Regions from separate parts of the Macaca mulatta genome. Here region 2 is linked to region 1. A link is a contact called in public Hi-C data. All regions are on one chromosome and are shown on one strand. The core of a region is the stretch at or near the end of the contact, and the rest is flanking DNA. Distances in the headings are between cores, read along the strand shown.

Evidence for each region. Hi-C and Micro-C count contacts between places; a contact is called where the count stands out from the background.
Region 2: a contact with region 1 is called in a Hi-C map of liver, with 2.2 times the contacts expected there. The contact joins the promoter of YPEL2 here to the promoter of CLTC in region 1. A contact is called at or near these places in 2 of 14 Hi-C or Micro-C datasets (fetal cortical plate and liver).

What each region holds. Positions count from the first base shown.
Region 1 is chr16:50,365,270-50,370,507 of T2T-MMU8v2.0, reverse strand. CLTC (clathrin heavy chain) reads left to right here and starts at 2,650. Exons shown (of 32, transcript XR_013406382.1): 1 at 2,650-2,928.
Region 2 is chr16:50,656,957-50,662,194 of T2T-MMU8v2.0, reverse strand. YPEL2 (yippee like 2) reads left to right here and starts at 2,212. Exons shown (of 6, transcript XR_013406407.1): 1 at 2,212-2,381.

The sequences.
Region 1 (5,238 bases), core at 1,401-3,900:
TGGTTTTTTGTTTGTTTGTTTTGAGGTGTCATTCTAGGATATATATATATATATCCTAGTTGTTGGCATAACATTAAAATTAGTGACACAATACAGGTTTCTTGTATAGGTTTTGAGAAACTAGCAGTCCTCAACAGACGAAGCAATGTAGTTTTTGCTAATGGCACTTGCTGTGACTCATGATAGGGACCTACTGTTGATGAGCATTCCAACAAAAATAGCTTTAACTTCACCATTTATTAACATGGCTACCTTGTTAAAACATTTTCTGAAACCAAAAGCTAGGGTGATCATTCATAGCATTGTCTTATTAAAAGACTATGTCATACTGTATCATAGAAAAAAACATTCTGGGTAGAATTTGCTTCCTGGTCTATTAGGTTATCTGTTCTCCCCTCTAACTTAAGGTAATGTCTGAAAACAGCACCATTCAGGTATTGCTTAGGTAACTAAACCAGTGAAACCAGTGAAACTGCCTTTATACTGTTACCAAGAACAGCAGACTCCCATTACAAAAAAAAAATCTCTTATTACCCTACTCAAATTATTCATCTTTAAAAAGGCATAGGGTTTTTTTTTCTCTTGAAAATTTTTGGATTAATTTGAAGATCATTTCAAAATGATCCAGGATAACAATCTATTTTCCCTTTTCCTAAATTATTTCTCAAAACAATGTAATTTCTGTGTGTGATGACCTAACAGTCACTAACGACCTCAGTGCACTTTTTGGTTAGATACTCCACACCCAATAGCTAAAATCAACTGCTTTTGGGATTCTAAAGTTACAGGGTCTGTATGAAAATACCAGACACATTAATAAATTAAATTTTGGTGGCCCATTCATGATATGGCTCTTGTATCTCCAGATTCTGAGACTGAAAATGTAACTTGATCAAGCTATTAAATTACTGTAATAAAACAATTACTCCCTTAGAATTTTAATTTAGAATTTGTCTACTTCCAAAAAGGGTTTAAAGCAGTTACTATCAGACTGGCATTTCATTTCAAACGTTGCGGAACACAGAGGATCTTCGTGTATTTAGCTTAACAATACAAAAAGATATTTTGCAACTATAAATATTCACTCTTACAACATGGTGGTAAGACTTTTCTTTGCAGAACAATCTTTGCCCTGTTACCTGCCAGATTCTTCTCTCGTGCTCAGTATGAGACAGTTAAGTAAAAGAGAAAAACACTAAAAGCAACTGATTGGCAAACTTCTCACCCTAACTCAAACTTAGCACACAAAATTACTGTCTACCCAGTAGGGTTTTATGTCCTTTAACTGAAAAGGGCACTAAAAATAATTACTGTGGACTTGAGCTTTTCTCTTTCGGGGGAGGGTGGGGAATCACCTCTCTTACAAAGATAAAAGGCACAGAATTAAAGTCTTTCATCCTTTTTTGTATTGGTGCGATTATGAAATATTATGGCTTATACTTTAGCAAGAAAGTACTGGGAAGGTTATTATTAATCGACAATGAATGCCGTTGATACCTCCATGCTCTTTGAAGACATGATGCTCCGGCTTTGAAGCGCTGCATTTCTACACTGCTAACCTACAGGAACCTATGTTGAGGTGGTCCCACGGAAATGCACGACTAACAGTTCATCTCTTTCCTCCAGGAACCTTCAGGCTTTACCAAGCATCCTTACCCTAATTATCTAAATCTCTGAGACATAAATTATTTGATGTGGCTAAAAATCCTCCTGCTAGAATTTGAGTCCAATCCTTGTACGTTCTGATACTCGAATTCTTTAACGAAACTGATTACTGAGCTAGGCTGACACATGTCCGCCCGCCAAAATGTCCGCAGAAACGTTAAGAGAAGCTGTCATAAGGCCAGCTTGAGACACATCATAAATGGCCTTCGCTGTCCTTTGAGCTAATTATCTAACACCCGAAGAGAGTGCCGGTTCTAGTTAGAATCCGCGCGTCAGGTTCTCCAACCGTCAGAAGGGCGTGTGTGAGGGCAGGGAGGATTTTAAACCCCGTTTCAGGCCCCCTCCCTAGGCTGTAGGAAACCACCCACTCTGAAGCCCGGCGGGGGAGGAGTGCTGCAGCCAGCTGCCGAGGGAGCGCTCTGCGGCGAGGCCGTTTCCCTGAGTCACGGAGAGGGCGGGAGGCTGCCCCCGTCTGCCCCCGCCACGTCCTCCTGTAAGGGGCTCAGTCCAAACAGGCAGGGGTCGCAGGGGAAGGAAGCGGCACCCGTCATGCCTCAAGGTGGCCCAACAGCCACTTCACTCCCAGGAGACGCCGCATTTCCTTAAAACGCGCTCTCCATTCTGGCAGCAATCAGCCGACCCTTCCCCATCAGTATCACGTGCACCTGGAAGTACGTGGGTGGGACCTAAAGCGCCCACGGAAGTGACGTCGGTCGCTCCGAGTCGCATGATGTGGCAAAATGCAAAAAAAAAAAAAAAAAAGTGGGGGTAGAAAAAGAAGATTGGCGAAAGTGATGAGTCTAAAAAAGTAGTCCCTCCGGTTCCTCTGTTGCCCCCCGTGTGGCGTCAGAAGAGAGGCTCCGGGCGCACAGCGCCCGGAATTCCTGCACCCGCCGCACGCACCGCTCCGTGGAGGGGTACATAAGGCGGAGGGGGTGAGGCGACTGGGCGGAGTTCTGTCGCCGGGATCCTTCCGCTGGGCTCAGCCGTTTCCGGAGTCTGCGCTGCGCCCGGTTCCGCCATTGCGGCTCTCCTGGCCCGTGGAGCCTCCGCCCCCGACCCGAGCTCTTTCGTCTGCGTGCCAGTTTCCTGCGTCCCCGGAGAGGATCCTGCTGAGCCCAGCCTCCCCCCTCCCCTTCTCCTCCTCTCCCTCGGAGAGCCCGGGCAGCCACTGCCCCGCAGCCCCAGTGACAGGAGGAGACCATTCCCCCCGACAGCGCCATGGCCCAGATTCTGCCAATTCGTTTTCAGGAGCATCTCCAGGTGCGGCCGGGCCCGGGCTGGTGAGGGCTGTGGAGAAGGTGGTAGGAATAGTGGAAGAAGCTGGAGTCTGGGCCCCGAGCAGGATCGGAGCTGGAGGGGTGGGGGGGTTGTCGGTCTTTGGGGTAGGTGGAGGAGGGGGCACTATCTTAGAAAGCTTAAACTGTTAAATGATGTGGGGCTTGGATGAAAGGACAGGAGTTGGGGTGCAAAGGGCTGCAAAGACCAGGCCTGGATCCAAAGGCCTCTCGATCTTGCTTCCTGGATGGCCAGAACTGCGCGTACAAACTCTCTCCTCCCCATTTTGTTCAGTTCATTCATTTGGGTAGGGGAGTGGGAGGGGGGATTCTCTCTTGTTTCTACCAGAGCAAGGATTCTTATCCCCTGGGCCAGTGCGGGGCTGTCACCTTCCATTGCTCTCCTCTTTCCCTCTTCGTGTCTGCACCCAGGAGTTGTGGGGCGGGTGGGTTGGGGAGGAGCAACCTTTTTTTTTTCCTCCCTCTGCGGCTCTCAACTGAGAAAGGCACCTTCTCCGGTGGTGGGGGTTGGGGGTGGTGGTGAGGCGGTGGCTTGTCTCTTGCCTTCCTTGAGGCAGTAGGGACAGAAGGTCACTGAAAGAACGAAACGAGGGTAGAATGGGAGAACGCATTTCTCAGAACGATGTCAATCTCAGAGTGTGTGGGGTCGAGCTCCCTAAGGAAACTCGCCTCCCCTTCCCACTTTTTTTATTTCTTTGGGGATGTTGTGGCTCTTAACCCCTCTTTGGTTCTAGAAGGTAGGAAAGAGTGATACAGAGGTTATCTTCTAGTCTTCTCGAGTAGTAGCAGGTAGTTTTGAATATCTTCCTCAGGATCGCATGGAATTGAACAGAGCCCTGGGGACAGAGCACAGCTGCTCTGAGACCTGCGGGGCTATTTGGTCTGTAACTGGCTTCCCTTTAGTAAGTTCTAGAGTTCTTTCCCATGGTTCCTTATCCTGGAGGCAACATATTGTTGTCTCATCTGGCAGCATGCCAATCGCTGGCCTAGGCAGGTGACCATTGGAAGGCTTCACTGAATTAAACCTCTTCAGAGCTTTTGATTTTCCTGTGTCACCAATCCTGATTTTTACTGTAGCTGAAACAATTTATTCCTATTAATTTGCTTTCTTCCCAAATATCCCCTTAAAGAAACCTGCCTCAGCTCTATCGTCTGAAGGGCTAATTCCATAATGACAGAGAATGCAGTGGTTTGACATGACACTAATATCAGTGACTTATTAGACACTTTACCATTGAAGACCATTTTTATTTACATTCCCCCATTGGTATAACATACATAAAAGAGTTTTGTTAATAAAAGGTTTTAATATTCAGGCTATAAGTAACATAATTTCATATTTCTTTGCAGGTATTACCATGTTTGCACTAGCAAGGACTTATTTTCCTTTAAGGCTTGAAATGTAAAGAATAATAAATCTTTACCCATAAAATGAGTCAAATAATGCACTTTCTTCAGTCATCTATAATTTTCAAATAACTCATCTGAAGTAATGGAATATACCTTGGCATATCTTGGCATATATATATAAATATATTTATGCCAATAATAAAAACACTTTTACAGAAGGTTAAAAACGTTAAATAACAAAGTGGATTTTTTTTTAATCAATCCAAGTTTAATTGCTTTAGTTATTTTTGTTAAAGTGGGGTGGCAAATGAATGTGGAGAGTTGAGAAAGTGCTGTTCTTAAGTGTGAGGGGAAAACGCGGGCTTGTTTTCATACTAAGCTGCATCTGAAATATCTTTCTGCAGACAAATGTTTATAAACCACACAAAGAATCAAGTACAGCTGCTGTTTATTTTCCATGGCAGATGTATAGCTCACTACTAAATCTTGTGGTGGTTCGAGTAATAGCTTTTCATTTCTTTTAAAGAGGAGACAAGAATTGTTAAATGATGCCAGAGATTGGAACCCAACCTTGTCACTTATTGAAGACAAATTTAATACATGTCTGTTTTGTAACTGGCTCAGTTTCAGCAGATACTTGAATGAAGCCATTTTCTTCTCAAATAATTTGAAGATTTTGAATATAAAGCAGATTTGCAAATTGAAAATTCAGCCCTCTGTGTTTTGGATTGCTATGTCATGCCTAAAGTTAAGCTTGCTTAGCTAATATGACTGTGTGCTCCAGCTGATTAATTGCAGAGCGCAAATAACTACAGCCTCTTCCATGATAATATATCTCCTGACTTCATTATCTCCTACCTTTTGAAAAATTAATAAGGTTTTTGTTTTTTGAAGAGACAGGGTTTTTGCTGGAGGTCAGTGGCAC
Region 2 (5,238 bases), core at 963-3,462, 290 kb before region 1:
GAGTTTTTGTTTGTTTGTTTGTTTAAGCCTTGGCTGACTTTGAACAAATTCGTTTATTTCTCTCTCTCTCCATCTCTTTTTTGCTTTCCAGGATAAACATCTGTCTCATTTCACCAACTCTCCATTGGCCTCAGCGTCTCTCCTCTCAGTAGATTTTTCAGATACTATCATCCTAGTCAAGCAGGAAATTCTGTCCATAGTAGGCACTGAGAAAATTTATTGAGGGACAGTTCAAGGGCCCCTCTCCCTCTCTGGGTTCAGAGAAGAGAAGTTGAATCTATTTGTTTCATCTCTCCCTTCTCCTTTCCCAGCTCAAAATGCTTGGCTCTTTTTGACTTGGAGGAGGCACGATCAGGCTTAATACTTTTGTTGTTGTTGGTTGGCTGGCTGGTTCTATTGTCTCCTGGCCCTAAGGTCTAGGGCCTCTTCCAGTCCCCTGCATACACACAGCAGGCCTGAAGGGGTCCTCAGAGCTCCCTCTGAAACCACGGTACCAGGCTAGTCTTTTTTAGCTAACATTATCTTTTATTTAAACAGAAACAGTAGCCACCAGTCTTGTTACATAACGTACCAATATCCTGGGTGTTAAACTAATTCAGCATCTACTGTTAGGAAGTGGTGATGTGGCAACACAAATATTCGCTCGCACAATATTGCGGAAACATAACAAACATGACTTTCTGGTCCTACTTAAAATTTCAGAGCTGGAAGGGACTTGAGATCATCCTATTTCAACCCTCCTTCTTTTAAACTGTGGAAACCTAGGCCTGGAGAGACAAAGAAACATGCTCAAGAAGCAGATCAGGGCGAGACAGCAAGCTCTTGCTAATCTAAAGAATCCATGACATCTTAGATTAAGGATTAAATGCTAAACAGTTCTTGTTTGTGATTCCTTCCCATCTGAAAGCATTCCCCGCCCCCCCCGCCCCCCCCCCACCTTTTAGACTCTCTAGTCAGTTGTGAACCATGACATAGCCTCTGTTTACACTGAAACTGCAAATCTGATGCTGATATGTCAGCACCACAATACTGAGGTATTTGGGGTGTTTTGTTGTTTTCACTAACTTTGGGGACGGGATTCACATGCAATAGACATTAACTGAATACAATTTGGTTGACCAAGCATATTTGAAAGACAGCTGGGTGGAGATGCAGGTGAGCCAGCATTCTGGGTGTACGTGCAAACCAGTGTGTGGAAGGCGGGGAGTCAGCTGCACTTCCTGCAGCACCCCACATCCTGATAGCTGCACAGTAAATCACTAGTTTCCTTGGACGAGGAGTTCCCAGAGGAACTGCGGAACCCCAGTGTCTTGAGTGAAAGGCAGAACCTGCTCTGTTCACCTTGTCCGTGCCTACATTCTTTATCAAACTGACCTGTCTTCCTGCTGGGAAACTGCCCCACTCCACCCACCTGGTGCCTCCCTGGATTCCTGACTGCCATGAGGTTATTTTTTAACCTGCTCTTCCTTGAAAAGCACCACCCCAATGATCCAGAACGTGGACTCCTCCCCTCTGGTCACTCGGACCATCCCACTCTAACCATCGTCATCTGCCTCTAAAAGTCATGGAAAATTAGCAGCAATAGATCGGTCTTCAATTCCTCTAAGCCCCTTTCGTACTTTTAATTCGCCGAAATTACTAGCAGGAAAGAGAGAAGAGGGGAAATGCATGGCTTCTGAGCAGGGCATGGGTGGGCTGGGTGGAACCGGGACTATCGTTTTAAATTCAATTGCCCCGGGTCCTGAGGGCCACTTCTGGTAATTTAAGCTATGGCTTAGGGCGAGGTTTAAAAAGTAAGAAAGGAATGACTATCTTGAGCCTCCAAGGAGAAGCACTGCAAATCCCCCCGCCCCCAAATACAACCCAGGTTCTGGGAATCCCAGCCCTGCCCTGGGGACAAACCCCAAACCCAAATAAACAGCGCCCTCCTAGGCGCTGACAGCCCACCCAGCTTTGTCTCTATGGGTCCCTGCCCCTCCGGCAAGTTGCCCGGACGGGCGGGACCCGGACCAGCCTCACTCTTGTCGCCCAGGCCAAGCCGGGCCGGGCCGAGGGGTGGGGGAGTGGGCGGTCGGGGAAGCGGGGGGCGGAGTTCCGTCCTCTGATGATTGGCTCCGCGCGGATGGGCTGCGGCTGCGCCCGGCCAACCCGCGGCGTGTTGCTATGTGCTGAGTCGAGGGGATAGGCGCGGGGGTGCGTCCGTCACGGGGTAGCCCCCGGCCCGGACCCGGAGGGATGCGGAGTGGCGGCCGCGGCAGTGGCGGAGACTGTGGCTTTAAGAGCGCGCCGGGAGCCCGAGCCCCATCCGGGCCGCGCTTCGCCGCTGCGCACCGCCGCGGAGCCGAGCCCCGCGCTGGCCGGACGGGGCCGCCTGCCGCCGGGTGAGTGCGCCGGAGTGCGGCGCGGGCTGGTCGCGCGTGGGCGTGGGGCGCACTGTCAGCGCGGGCTCTGGGTCCCCGGCCCCGGACCCCGGACTCCCCCGGCCGGGCCTGCGCGGGGTTGGAGGTGCGGCGCTCTCGGTTCCGCGTGGGGTCCCCGTGGGGGCCGCGGGCGCCGGGGGCGGGGAGCCGCAGCCGGGCCACGTGACCGGTTTGTTTACAAACATTGCCGGGCCCGCGGCTGCTCACTGAGAGCCCGGGGCGCGGGACCCCCGGTCGGGGTGGAAGACGCACGGCAGGGGCCGGGCAAGTCTGCGGGGCCAGGTTTGGGGTGGGGGCGCGGAGCTGGGATCGCCGCTTCCTCCTCCGCGTCGTCCCCGCGGGTTCGGACTCCGTGGGGTCCGGGTGGGGCTGGAGACGCCCTCCGTCCACTCGTGACGCCGCGTCTCCTTCGGAGAGTCCTGGGGACACTTGGACACAGGGCACCGCCCTGGGGGCCTCCCACTGTGGGACTGGGCGCCGTCGAAATTTCTCGGAGCGCGTCGTCGGCCCCGGCCCGAACCGAGGTAACCGCAGTCGAGTTCCTGCCTGGCCGCGTCCTGGCGCCTCCCCGGTGTCCTTGCCAAGGGGGTGGGCGCGAAGTCCTGCCCAAAGGAACGCGGGGGCCTCTGCCGCGAGCGCCTCCCCGGAGCTGGCGCTTAGGGGCGGCCCCGACCTTTCGCCACTTCCAGTTTACCGTAGTTGGCCGCCGACCTCCTCTGGTGTCTTTCCCAGAGTGGTGGGCTTTCCTCCGGTCTTGGGGGCGTGCAGGGGTGGGGGACACCTGTTCTTTTGGACTTCTTGTCCAGAAGATTGCTACCTCTGTGCGAGAGTTTAAAAAGCCAGGTGAGCGAGTGTCCCGTTTTCCTCCGCTTAGTGCGGAGCTGCACCCTCTCCCGGCCTCCAGTCCCGCCGCTGTGAATGGCCCCAGGGAACTGCTCCGAAGCTTTCCGGGGGTTTTGCTTTCTGGCTTTTCTGCTGATTTTGCTGTCCTTGCAACTTGGGAGGCTCTTGAGTGAGTCCTTGCCTTTGGTGAATCTGAAGGCTAACGAGGCAGCTGTCTTTTTCTCCCTGCCCTTCCTTCCTTGCTCTTCCTTGTCCCAAAGCATTGGGTAAGAAGGGTAGCGGTCAGCTTTCCTGTGCCTTACGGAGCATTAGAGGTGCAAGAAGTTCGGTAAACCACCTCACTGGCTCTGGGGTGGGACTTGATTTCACATGGTTTTTGCTCCCCCGTGCTCTCCTGGCTCTGGGGGCCACCTGGCCTGTGAGTGACTGAGTCTTGCCTCCGGTGAGGAACATTTTCATTCTTCTAAACTGTGTTTTGAGTGGCTGCAAGTTCTTTTCCCCAGAAACAGGCCCAGCCTGGGGAGAGCTGTGCAGACTTCCCCCTTGGCACCATCCCCTGTCCCCAGCTCCATGATCGGGTCTCAGGCAGGAGTGCAGTGGGAGCCTCATCCCCTTCCTCAGCTGGGCTTTGCCGCGGCAGGTTAACATTCAATGATAGCATTTCTTGGATCTGTCTTGGTATTTCTGTGCTTGAACCAAAATCAAGATGCTTGGAGTTAGGGGTGGAAAATGGAAAATAAACACCATGCACAAGAAAACCGTTTTCCTTCTTCCCTCTAGGAGCGTGGTTTTCAGACTTTGAGTGAGACCTGCAGTGCATACAGGTCTGTAACTGAAATAAGTTTCAGAGAACAATAATTACCCTTTCTACCTGCAGTGTGCTCTGTTTTAAAGTTTTTTTTTTTTTTTTCTACTTCATTAAAAAATAATCAACTGCTGGTTACGACCCATTAATTTGATTTCCTGACCAAGCAGGTCCTGACCCACAGTTTGAGAAGCATCGCTTTAGGGCAGAGGTCCTCAAACTTAAAACGTGTATAAAGATGACCTGGGTCGTGTTTAAAAATACAGTTTGTCAGGCTATTCGGCAGATGTTTATTTTCAGTGGGCCACAGGAATCTGCATTTTTACAAAGGGACCCATGAGATTGTGATGCAGGTGCTTGATAAGAGCCCCTGATCTAGTGGGAACTGGAGGCAGGGAACAGTGAAAGGTATTTACTTGGCTCTGAAGTGCAGTCAGGTATGTGACCCCATACTCTGCAATCCCAAAATCACTCAGCTGCCAATCACACTGGCTTAGGCTTTGAAAAGTCTAAGGACACAGTATTGTTTCTTCTCAACTGCCATGAACCAGTTGGCTTTAAGAGACTGGTATCCCTCGCTCTCCACTCCAGCCTGTTTGAGGGCTGCTGCACAGTGTTGTGTACCAGGAGATGTTTCTAGGTGTGTGGGGGTTGGAGATGTGAGTAGTGCCAATGAGTTGCGTGAGTGTTGCTGTGCTGTTCATAGATTATGTGAATTTTTCATTGTCTTAATGATTTTTAACGGTTTTGCAGGCAGCCACATAGTCATTGTGCCTGGGGGATTCACAATTGGCCAGCTAAAGAAAAGGTTGATTTTGTTTAGTATCCAGACTGTGTAGCCTGGGGGAAAGGCAGGCTGGTAACTCTTTTTATTTGAGGGGAAGGGGGGTGAGGAGTCAGGATTTTGTCTACCATCAGGTCTTAGCAAGAGGCACAAGTTCCCATACCTCCTGGGCTACCCCAGTCCTGGTTACTTCCCATTGTAATGGCCCAGTCCCTGAGTGCAGGTGAATCTTGTTAGGCCTCCAGTTTCTGATGCTGTTATCTCTGCCTTCAGGCACAAACACACACACACACCTGATGCAGCCACAGGTTAGATTTTTCCCTCTTAGTTATTGTGTCCAGACATATTGGTAGGATACATTTATTTGAATTAATGAAAGCTACGAT